Regions from separate parts of the Mus musculus genome. Here regions 1 and 3 are each linked to region 2. The links are chromatin contacts, called in public ChIA-PET and promoter capture Hi-C maps. All regions are on one chromosome and are shown on one strand. Each heading gives the region's core, a stretch centred on a gene start, on an enhancer-like site or on the middle of the called end of the contact. The rest is flanking DNA. Distances are from core to core; before and after follow the strand shown.

The links. ChIA-PET counts read pairs in DNA pulled down with a chosen protein or histone mark. Capture Hi-C pulls out chosen DNA fragments and counts their contacts.
Region 1: a promoter capture Hi-C map of liver shows a contact between it and region 2, with 3 times the contacts expected there. The contact joins the promoter of Dnajc12 here to the promoter of Ddx50 in region 2. A contact is called at or near these places in 3 of 39 promoter capture datasets (erythroid cells, hippocampal neurons and pre-B cells), 4 of 484 Hi-C or Micro-C datasets (CD4 T cells, CD8 T cells, muscle stem cells and 1 more), 5 of 115 datasets of contacts at active chromatin or transcription factors (bone marrow-derived macrophages, cardiomyocytes, extraembryonic endoderm stem cells and 2 more) and 2 of 9 other capture datasets (adipose tissue and liver).
Region 3: a contact with region 2 is called in an RNA polymerase II ChIA-PET map of memory CD8 T cells, with 55 read pairs. The contact joins the promoter of Sirt1 here to the promoter of Ddx50 in region 2. A contact is called at or near these places in 1 of 39 promoter capture datasets (hippocampal neurons), 5 of 115 datasets of contacts at active chromatin or transcription factors (astrocytes, bone marrow-derived macrophages, effector CD8 T cells and 2 more) and 2 of 9 other capture datasets (adipose tissue and liver).

What each region holds. Positions count from the first base shown.
Region 1 is chr10:63,385,257-63,387,956 of GRCm38.p6, reverse strand. It overlaps Dnajc12 (DnaJ heat shock protein family (Hsp40) member C12), which reads right to left and starts at 1,394. Exons shown (of 5, transcript NM_013888.3): 1 at 1,182-1,394. The coding sequence starts at 1,259.
Region 2 is chr10:62,649,791-62,652,490 of GRCm38.p6, reverse strand. It overlaps Ddx50 (DExD box helicase 50), which reads left to right and starts at 1,273. Exons shown (of 15, transcript NM_053183.3): 1 at 1,273-1,466. The coding sequence starts at 1,380.
Region 3 is chr10:63,337,727-63,340,426 of GRCm38.p6, reverse strand. Sirt1 (sirtuin 1) reads left to right here and starts at 1,392. Exons shown (of 9, transcript NM_019812.3): 1 at 1,392-1,862. The coding sequence starts at 1,457. RefSeq lists a promoter at 828-1,456.

The DNA.
Region 1 (2,700 bases), core at 145-2,644, 740 kb before region 2:
GGTTCAACGAATAAAACATAATTTTTAAATAAAAATGTATGTGTAGTAGGATATTTCTTTAAACTAATTATAACTATCGATGTTTAAAAAAAAATTGGCTTTGTGGCTAAGCATGGTGGCACATGCCTTTAATCCCATCACCTATGAGGCAGAGGCAAGTTATGTCTGTGAACCATGGCCAACTTGATCTACATGCTGAGATGGTGAGTTCCAAGCCAACTCTGTCTCAAAAACAAAAACAAAACAAAACAAACAAAAAAGTAATGCAGGCTATATGACAGAGTAAGTATCCCTACTCAGCCAAATAGAACCCAAATGCACATACATATATACATACAGGCATGCATGCATGCACATAAAACAAAAATAATAAGTCTTTAAAAGAATAACACATTTGGCTGGGCGTGGTGGCTCACGCCTTTAATCCCAGCACTCGGGAGGCAGAGGCAGGCGGATTCCTGAGTTCGAGGCCAGCCTGGTCTATAAAGTGAGTTCCAGAACAGCCAGGGCTATACAGACAAACCCTGTCTCGAAAAAAAAAAGAATAACACATTTGTCTCAAGTATATGATGTCTAAGGGAAGCATTACTTTCTTTAAAAGAAAAATCTCCCACCAGATATGACATCTAACTTGATTTGATTTGAAATTATAATGGTATTTAATACCATTTGAGGTTATAATGGTACTATAAAATCCATGAGACTTTCTCTGAACGAGGAGACTACAGACAGGGGGCCCCGCCTCCTGAGCTCTAAATCGCAGCCTTTACTTAGGCAGTGGCTCTCAACCTTCCTAATGCTGCGACTCTTTAGTACAGTTCCTCACGTTGCGGTAACCCCCAACCATAAAATTATTTCGTTGCTACTTCATAACTGTAATTTTGCTGCGTTTATGAATTGTAATTAAAAATATTTGATGTGCAGGATATCTGATATGCGACCCCAAGTCCGTAGCAACCCACAGGTTGAGAACCGCTGCTCTAAATAAATAAAAACTGTATGTGGTCCCTCTCCCAGCTAATACTTTGAAGTTCGGAGTCCTTTCCTCAAATTAACCAGCAAGCATTTTAATCCTTCACTTTCTCCGAGCCGAAACTCCTTCCAAATGGTACGAGGTTGGAGTTCCAGGAGACGTGGCTGATCTCAAAGGCGACCTGGTGAGAACCTGCAACCCTGCTTACCGAGGAGAGCTCATCGCATCCCAGCAAGGCGTAGTAGTCCTCGCTGCCCTCCGGCCTGTAGTTCAGTATCGCGTCCATTTACAGCGGATGAGTCAGTCCTCTCCGACGCCACCGACACTGTGAGCTCCGGGGCGACAGCAAAGCTCTTTACATTTCAGCAGGACTTTCCAAACCAGCGAGCACCCAGACGTCAAGCCAGCCCTTTGCAAACACAGCTTCTCATTGGCTGTTTGCCCAGGATCGAGCCTGCCATGCGGGGCTGCTGGGATCTGTAGTTTGGGGTTTGTTGTTGCTGTTGGGTTTTTTGTTGCTGTTGTGTTTTGTTGTTGTTGTTGTTGTTGTTGTTGTTGTTGTTGCTGCTGCTGCTGCTGCTGCTGCTGCTGCTGCTGCTGCTGCTGCTGCTGCTGCTGCTGGTGATGCTATTGTTTGTCGTTGATGTTGTTTTGGTTTGGTTTGGTTTGCTCTTTACTTTTTGCTTTCATTGAAAAAATTTGTTTCATACAATATATATTCTGATTATGGTTCCCCGGTCCCAACTCCTCCCAGATCCTCCCCTCTCCTTCACTCACCCAACATCTCGCCTTTTTTTTTCCCCCTTCTCTCGTTAGAAAACAAATTTTAAAAACTAAAATAAAAGAATTTAGAGAAAAATAATGGAAGAAACACATGCAAACAAAATCTATAAAATTAAAAACACGGGCTGGAGACATGGCTCAGCGGTTAAGAGCACTGACTACTCTTCCAAAGGTCCTGAGTTCAATTCCCAGCAACCACATGGTGGCTCACAACCATCTGTAATGGGATCTGATGCCCTCCCTCTTCTGATGTGTCTGAAGACAGCTACAGTGTACTCACATATATAAAATGAATGAATTAATCTTTAAAAAAAATTAAAAACACAAACTGGGAAACCATAACATACCAGCAGAAGGCCAGTAATTTTTTTTTATGCAATATAAAACAAAAAGGCTTTAAAAAATACCATTGTCAGCAACCACATGGTGGCTCATAACCATCCATAATGAGATCTGATGCCCTCTTCTGGTGTGTCTGAATACAGCTACAGTGTACTTACATATAATAAATAAATAAATCTTTTTTAAAAAATACCATTGAGTTTGTTCTGTGTTACCCGTTTCCTGCTGGGCACGGAGCCCACCCTTAAGTGTGCCTAATATACCCAGTGAGACCCCGCTACAGAGAACTACTTTTTCCTTGATGATATCAACTGAAGATGGCTTGTTGGTTAGGGATGGGAGGCCATCTCTACTTCCCCTCTCAGTGCTGGGACCTCATCTGGCTTGAACACGGACAGGCCTGTGTGTGCTCTCACAGTCTCTGTGAGGTCCTATGTGCCTCGGTGGAGTTTGAGTATTGACATGGTGATTTTTTTTTTTCCTATTAGCTAATCGGAAGTCAGTTTTGACAATTTAGTGTAAAACTGTTACTAATTTATTGTACCTCTGTTACTTGGATAGTTTTTTTTTTAACCTATTTTTTTAAGAGACAGAAGAAAATG
Region 2 (2,700 bases), core at 24-2,523:
CCAGTCCTTATTTTCATAGAATTCTGGAAGCTATCACAAATTTAAAATATTGTGGTCCCGGTTATTTAAGTCTAATCATAGAACTCAGGACGTGTAGCTGTAATTTTTTTAAGGCCTGTGTTTGAGGCTCAGATTACAAGACTGCTACACTAGACATTATGTAGTTTGCAAGAATGCCCTGTACCTACATCTAGGTTTGGTGTCATCTTCCCTCAGGAATGTAATAGCTGATTGACTGAATAAAGAGAACATGATAAACAAGGTTTGAGGACTGGGATTGTTGTTCAATTGGTAGTAGGCTTGCCTGGTCTGTGAGGTACAGGGGATCGAGCCCAATCTTTGTGAATATACATAAAGACCAAGAAGTCAATTCGCTGACACTGATATCTTTCATATAAATTTGTACCTCAGAGGCAGTTAATCCTGAACCTTAAGATTAAATGTACGTATTACAAGCAGGTCATCTGTCAGACACATTGGACTTGCTTTTCTTATCCTTTAGATTTTTCCCTATTCTGTTTCATAGGAGCGAGCATTCGCCTTGCAACTCTGGGAAATTACAGCTGTGAGAGCGCTGTGCCCATCGCGGATTCCGATCACTTTTCAAGTCTTACAAGCGCTACTGAGTTTGGACAAATAAATTCGCTTCTCGGGTGGGTTTGGTTTCTTCTGGGATACGTGAGAACTAAAAGTGAAGCCATAACTTAACGCCTGCATAAGGAGCTAATATCCTTGAGGCGGCCCCTCGGCTTCAGACCCCTGCAGATTCTGCTGACCCCGGGAAGCCTCGACGTCAATGCCCAGGTACCGTTACAGGCTAACGCTCCACCCACTGCGGGGGGCGGGGCGGGGCGGGGGCGGGGCGGAGGGCTGCAGTTTCCGGCGGCGAATGGCTGTACGGCGCGTGGCGCTCCCGCCGGCCTCAGCTCGTGCTTGCCCACGAGCCGCTGCGTCGCGCGTCAGCCCCTCGCTCCCCGCCGCCTGCGAGGGGGCTGCGCGAGCGTTGCAGGGCATGCTGGGAAGGGAGGCGTTCCGAGCGGGGGGAGGGGAACACTTGGAATTCTGCGTGCCGCGCCAGGGGAGGCGAGCGTCCTTCCTGGAGATTGGCCCGTGCTCTGGAGAAGCCTGTCACTTCAGACCGTGGGCGGGCCCATCGGGGCCACTCAGGTTTTCATTGGCCGAGGGAGGCTGCGACTCTCTGGGAGAGTTTCCTCCTGTAGAGTTCCGGCTTGCTTTGCTCCCGCCGCGAGGTGCGTGGCCCGGAAGTGACGCACGGTCCTGGCCGGCGGGGCCGCCCAGCCCCCGCTTCCTTTCACGCTCTCGGTGGCCGTAGGTGGTCGCGGCCACCGCAGCCGGGCGGGAGGTTGCGACGGCCAGTAATGCCCGGGAAACTCCTCTGGGGAGACATAATGGAGCTCGAGGCACCCTTGGAAGAGTCCGAGAGCCAGAGGAAGGAGCGGCAAAAGGTGTGCTGCGGCTGGGCCGCGCCTCCCTCGGGCTGCGCTGGCCTGGGCGGGGAGGGGAGCTGTCTAGGAAGGGGAAAGACCTGTCAGGACCGGGGGCGAGTTTCCGAGGGACAGCTTCCCCTTCGCCGAGCTCAGCCCTCCGAGGTCCCAGGGACCATTCCCCATCGCCGCACTCCCGGACCTGGAGGAGAACGGCCCGGCTTCCGTGGTACTTCAGCCCCACGTCGGCCTCTGCGCCCGGATCTCTCCCGAGAGATGGGCAGACTTGAGCTCCCATCGCCGTGGAATCTGCTCGTGTTCCCTTTCTTAGGCGGCGAGTCCCTTCATTTGGTTTTCCGGGGCCTTCGAAGAGTTGAGACAGAGATGATGATGGCTTTGCCTATGTGTTGCCTCCCGGTCGCGGTGTCGTGTCTGCAGCAGTCTCGGGAAAAGCTATCCTAGGGGGTTACAATCCTCCATGATTGGGTAATAGAGGCTTAAGGAACAGTGTCAAAGCCAGGCTTGCCAGGGGTTGGCTGTGATGGAGTTCGTGGGGGTTGTATTACGAATAGCCCTTACTGTCAGTATTTTCAATCCACTGTGGTTTTTATTGAGGCTAATCGTGCCAGACTCTTAGCTGAGGACCGAGGAGATAAAACTAATTAAGTATGCAGAATAGTCCCTGCCCACCAGGAGCCTGTAGAGGTTCTATCCCCACCTCCGTCCAAGACATTAAGAAAGAAAGAAAGAAAGAAAGAAAGAAAGAAAGAAAGAAAGAACCCGAAAAATAGAGGATCTTATGGTGTTAAGAAAAAATGCAGAGGTAAAATTTTTACTGGAGACATTTGACCTGGAGAAAGAAAGCTGAATGAGGATGAAAATGACTGTGGGAAAGATGACACTTGATAAAATATTTACTCTGTAGAGTGCTAGAGATGAGGAAACACCCCCTAGGACCTACCACGAAGGTAAATTTTAAATTCTAGCCACCCTTTTATGTCACCTTCCCAGTGGGCATTGAAGTGAGGCCACCACTATGCCCGACAAATGCCCAGCGTTGAGCTCTATTCCCAACTCTCGTTTTTCTGTTTTTGTAGAACGTACTAAATTTGGAATTTACATTTGAGAGTTCCATTTTTCAGTGCTGGGGTTTAAATTCGACCATGGCTCAAGGTTTATTTTTTTTATACCATTTTAAGCGTGTGACTTGATGTCATTATAATAGAATTGTGCTGTCACGACCACCGTGATCTCT
Region 3 (2,700 bases), core at 143-2,642, 690 kb before region 2:
AGCCTGATCTACAGAGTTCCTGGACAGCCAGGGCTACACAGAGAAACCCTAACTCATAAAACAACAACAAAGAGGATTTTTATGTGTTTGGGTCTTTTGGCTCCATACATGTCTGTGTTTACCAAAAGCAGGTGTCAGATCTGAAGGTATGAGCTGTCATGTGGATGATGGGAGTCAAACCTAGGGCCTCTGCAGGAGCAACAAGTGCTGTTAACTACAGAGCCATTTCTACAATTCTAGAAGTAAGATTATTTTTTCGAGACAGGGTTTCTTTGTGTAGCCTTGGCTGTCCTAGTGAACCTCCTCCTGTCTCCTCCAGCTTGCTGGGATTAAAGGCCTGTGCCACCATCAACTGCCTAGGATTTTAAAACTAATGTCATTTACTTTAAACCTGACTAGCTGATTTCTCATGGTCTATCGTTTTAAATTTCGTTTTTGAGACGAGGTCTTATGTATTCCAGGCCTTTTTTGAACTTCCTAAGTAGTTGGAGATTACCTTCAACTTACCCTCCTTCCTCCCTCTCTCTAGGGCTTCGGGGTTGTCTGGCAAGCGTGACTTTACAACTGAGCTACAGTCTCTTTCGGTCCTGGCCCTGTCATTTTAGAGATGATTAAAAACTGGGCTTAGAAAAGGTTCAGTCAATCGCCCAAGTCACAAGAGCCCAGGCCCAATCTGACTCTTAACACAGAAGTTTGTGGAGAACCAACCACTCTCCCTTCTGTCCTCTCTCTTGCTGCCCCAAGAGATGAATTTTACCAAAGACTAAAGCGAGGTACAGAGGACCTGGTGGGTCCAGAGAGCAGATAGGGCGGGTCCTCAATCGCCAGATCTTTCCAGGAGGGCAACAGGCCCCGAGGGCTGGCTTGGGCATTCCATTGCACTTGAGAAGGGAGATTGGGAGAGAGCGCAAACTTCCTGAGGAGAGACCACAGGGGTAACCTGAGGAAGAGCTGTCACAGAGCAAGGGCAAGGCAGGTGGAGGAGTTCTCCTCAGGAAGGCCGGCGTCGGCCAGGTTGGGCTCTCCAGAGCCCCTGAGGTAAAAGCCGACTTGAGGCGAAGAGGCGCAGGCAGGCAAGGTGCACGCGTGAGGCCCAGGTGGGAAGTGGCGGCGCCATCGCAAACTTGAACCACCGCGGCGATCCCGGACGAGCAAGCGAGCGAGCGAGCGAGCGAGCGAACGGGTCGGGCGGGCGGGAGGCGCCAGAGGCCGCTGAGGGGAGCCGAGCCGCCCTGGGTGGGGCCGGGAAGGGCCCAGGCCGCGGGCGGCGCCCGGCCACGTGACCCGGCGTGTTGTGGTCCGGCCCGCGTGGGTGGCGGGAGAGGCGCGGGGGCGGGGAGGGGCGGGTCACGTGACGGGGTTTAAATCTCCCGCAGCCGAGCCGCGGGGGCGCCAGTGCCGCGCGTCGAGCGGAGCAGAGGAGGCGAGGGCGGAGGGCCAGAGAGGCAGTTGGAAGATGGCGGACGAGGTGGCGCTCGCCCTTCAGGCCGCCGGCTCCCCTTCCGCGGCGGCCGCCATGGAGGCCGCGTCGCAGCCGGCGGACGAGCCGCTCCGCAAGAGGCCCCGCCGAGACGGGCCTGGCCTCGGGCGCAGCCCGGGCGAGCCGAGCGCAGCAGTGGCGCCGGCGGCCGCGGGGTGTGAGGCGGCGAGCGCCGCGGCCCCGGCGGCGCTGTGGCGGGAGGCGGCAGGGGCGGCGGCGAGCGCGGAGCGGGAGGCCCCGGCGACGGCCGTGGCCGGGGACGGAGACAATGGGTCCGGCCTGCGGCGGGAGCCGAGGGCGGCTGACGACTTCGACGACGACGAGGGCGAGGAGGAGGACGAGGCGGCGGCGGCAGCGGCGGCGGCAGCGATCGGCTACCGAGGTGAGTCCGCGCGCGCTGCCGCGCAGCCGCGTCCCTCCGCGTCCCCGCCTGTGACCCGGTCCCAGGTTGCCCAGGGCCCCGAGAGCTCCGCGGGCTCCGCGGCGGCGGCGGCGGCAGCGGCGCAGCTCGGCCCTGGCTCGGCCGCGCGCCGCCGAGCTCGCCGGCCCTGCTGCGGAGCCGCGCGCGGACTCGCCGCTCGCCTGGGCCGCCTTGCGCTGCTGCGCGCAGTCGCCGGGACCGCGGTTCTCGCAGTTTGGCGTTAGAGTGAAGTTTTCCCTCCCTCGGTTTGGTTTCCCTCCCGATGCGCCTTTAGTGAAGTTATAGTTTTCCTCACTGCACACTTTGCTTTGCGACTTTGGGGCTGTCCCGTGGATCGACATGCGATTTCGTTTTGCAAACTGACACCTGTGTTGCTTTTTTTTTTTTTTTTCTTTTTTGGATAGACCTATGTCTTTTTTTGAAGTTAGAAATTTTAATACACCAAAGCTATTTCTTGAGACACAGTCTAAAAAATGTAAGGAAATGGCTATTCCTAAAAATGTTGCTTTTCTGCGATTGCATTTATCACTTCGATATAGAGGAGTTATAGTTGTACTGTACTTTCGTAAGTTTTCTTTTCCTTTCAAAATCATGCTCGCAACATTTTTAGATTAACAAACCTGAAACAAACCTGCTTGGTTTTGCCCTATTGACGCCAAACGTTTGGGTTACTTTTTTGTTTTGTTTTTGTAATAATGCCACTTATCGTCTTCCTGAAAAGCTTTGTACAGAATTTATCAGAGTCTGTCAGTGCCCTTGTAGATGTTTGTGGCTCGTATAATGGTGCCATGAATTAAAA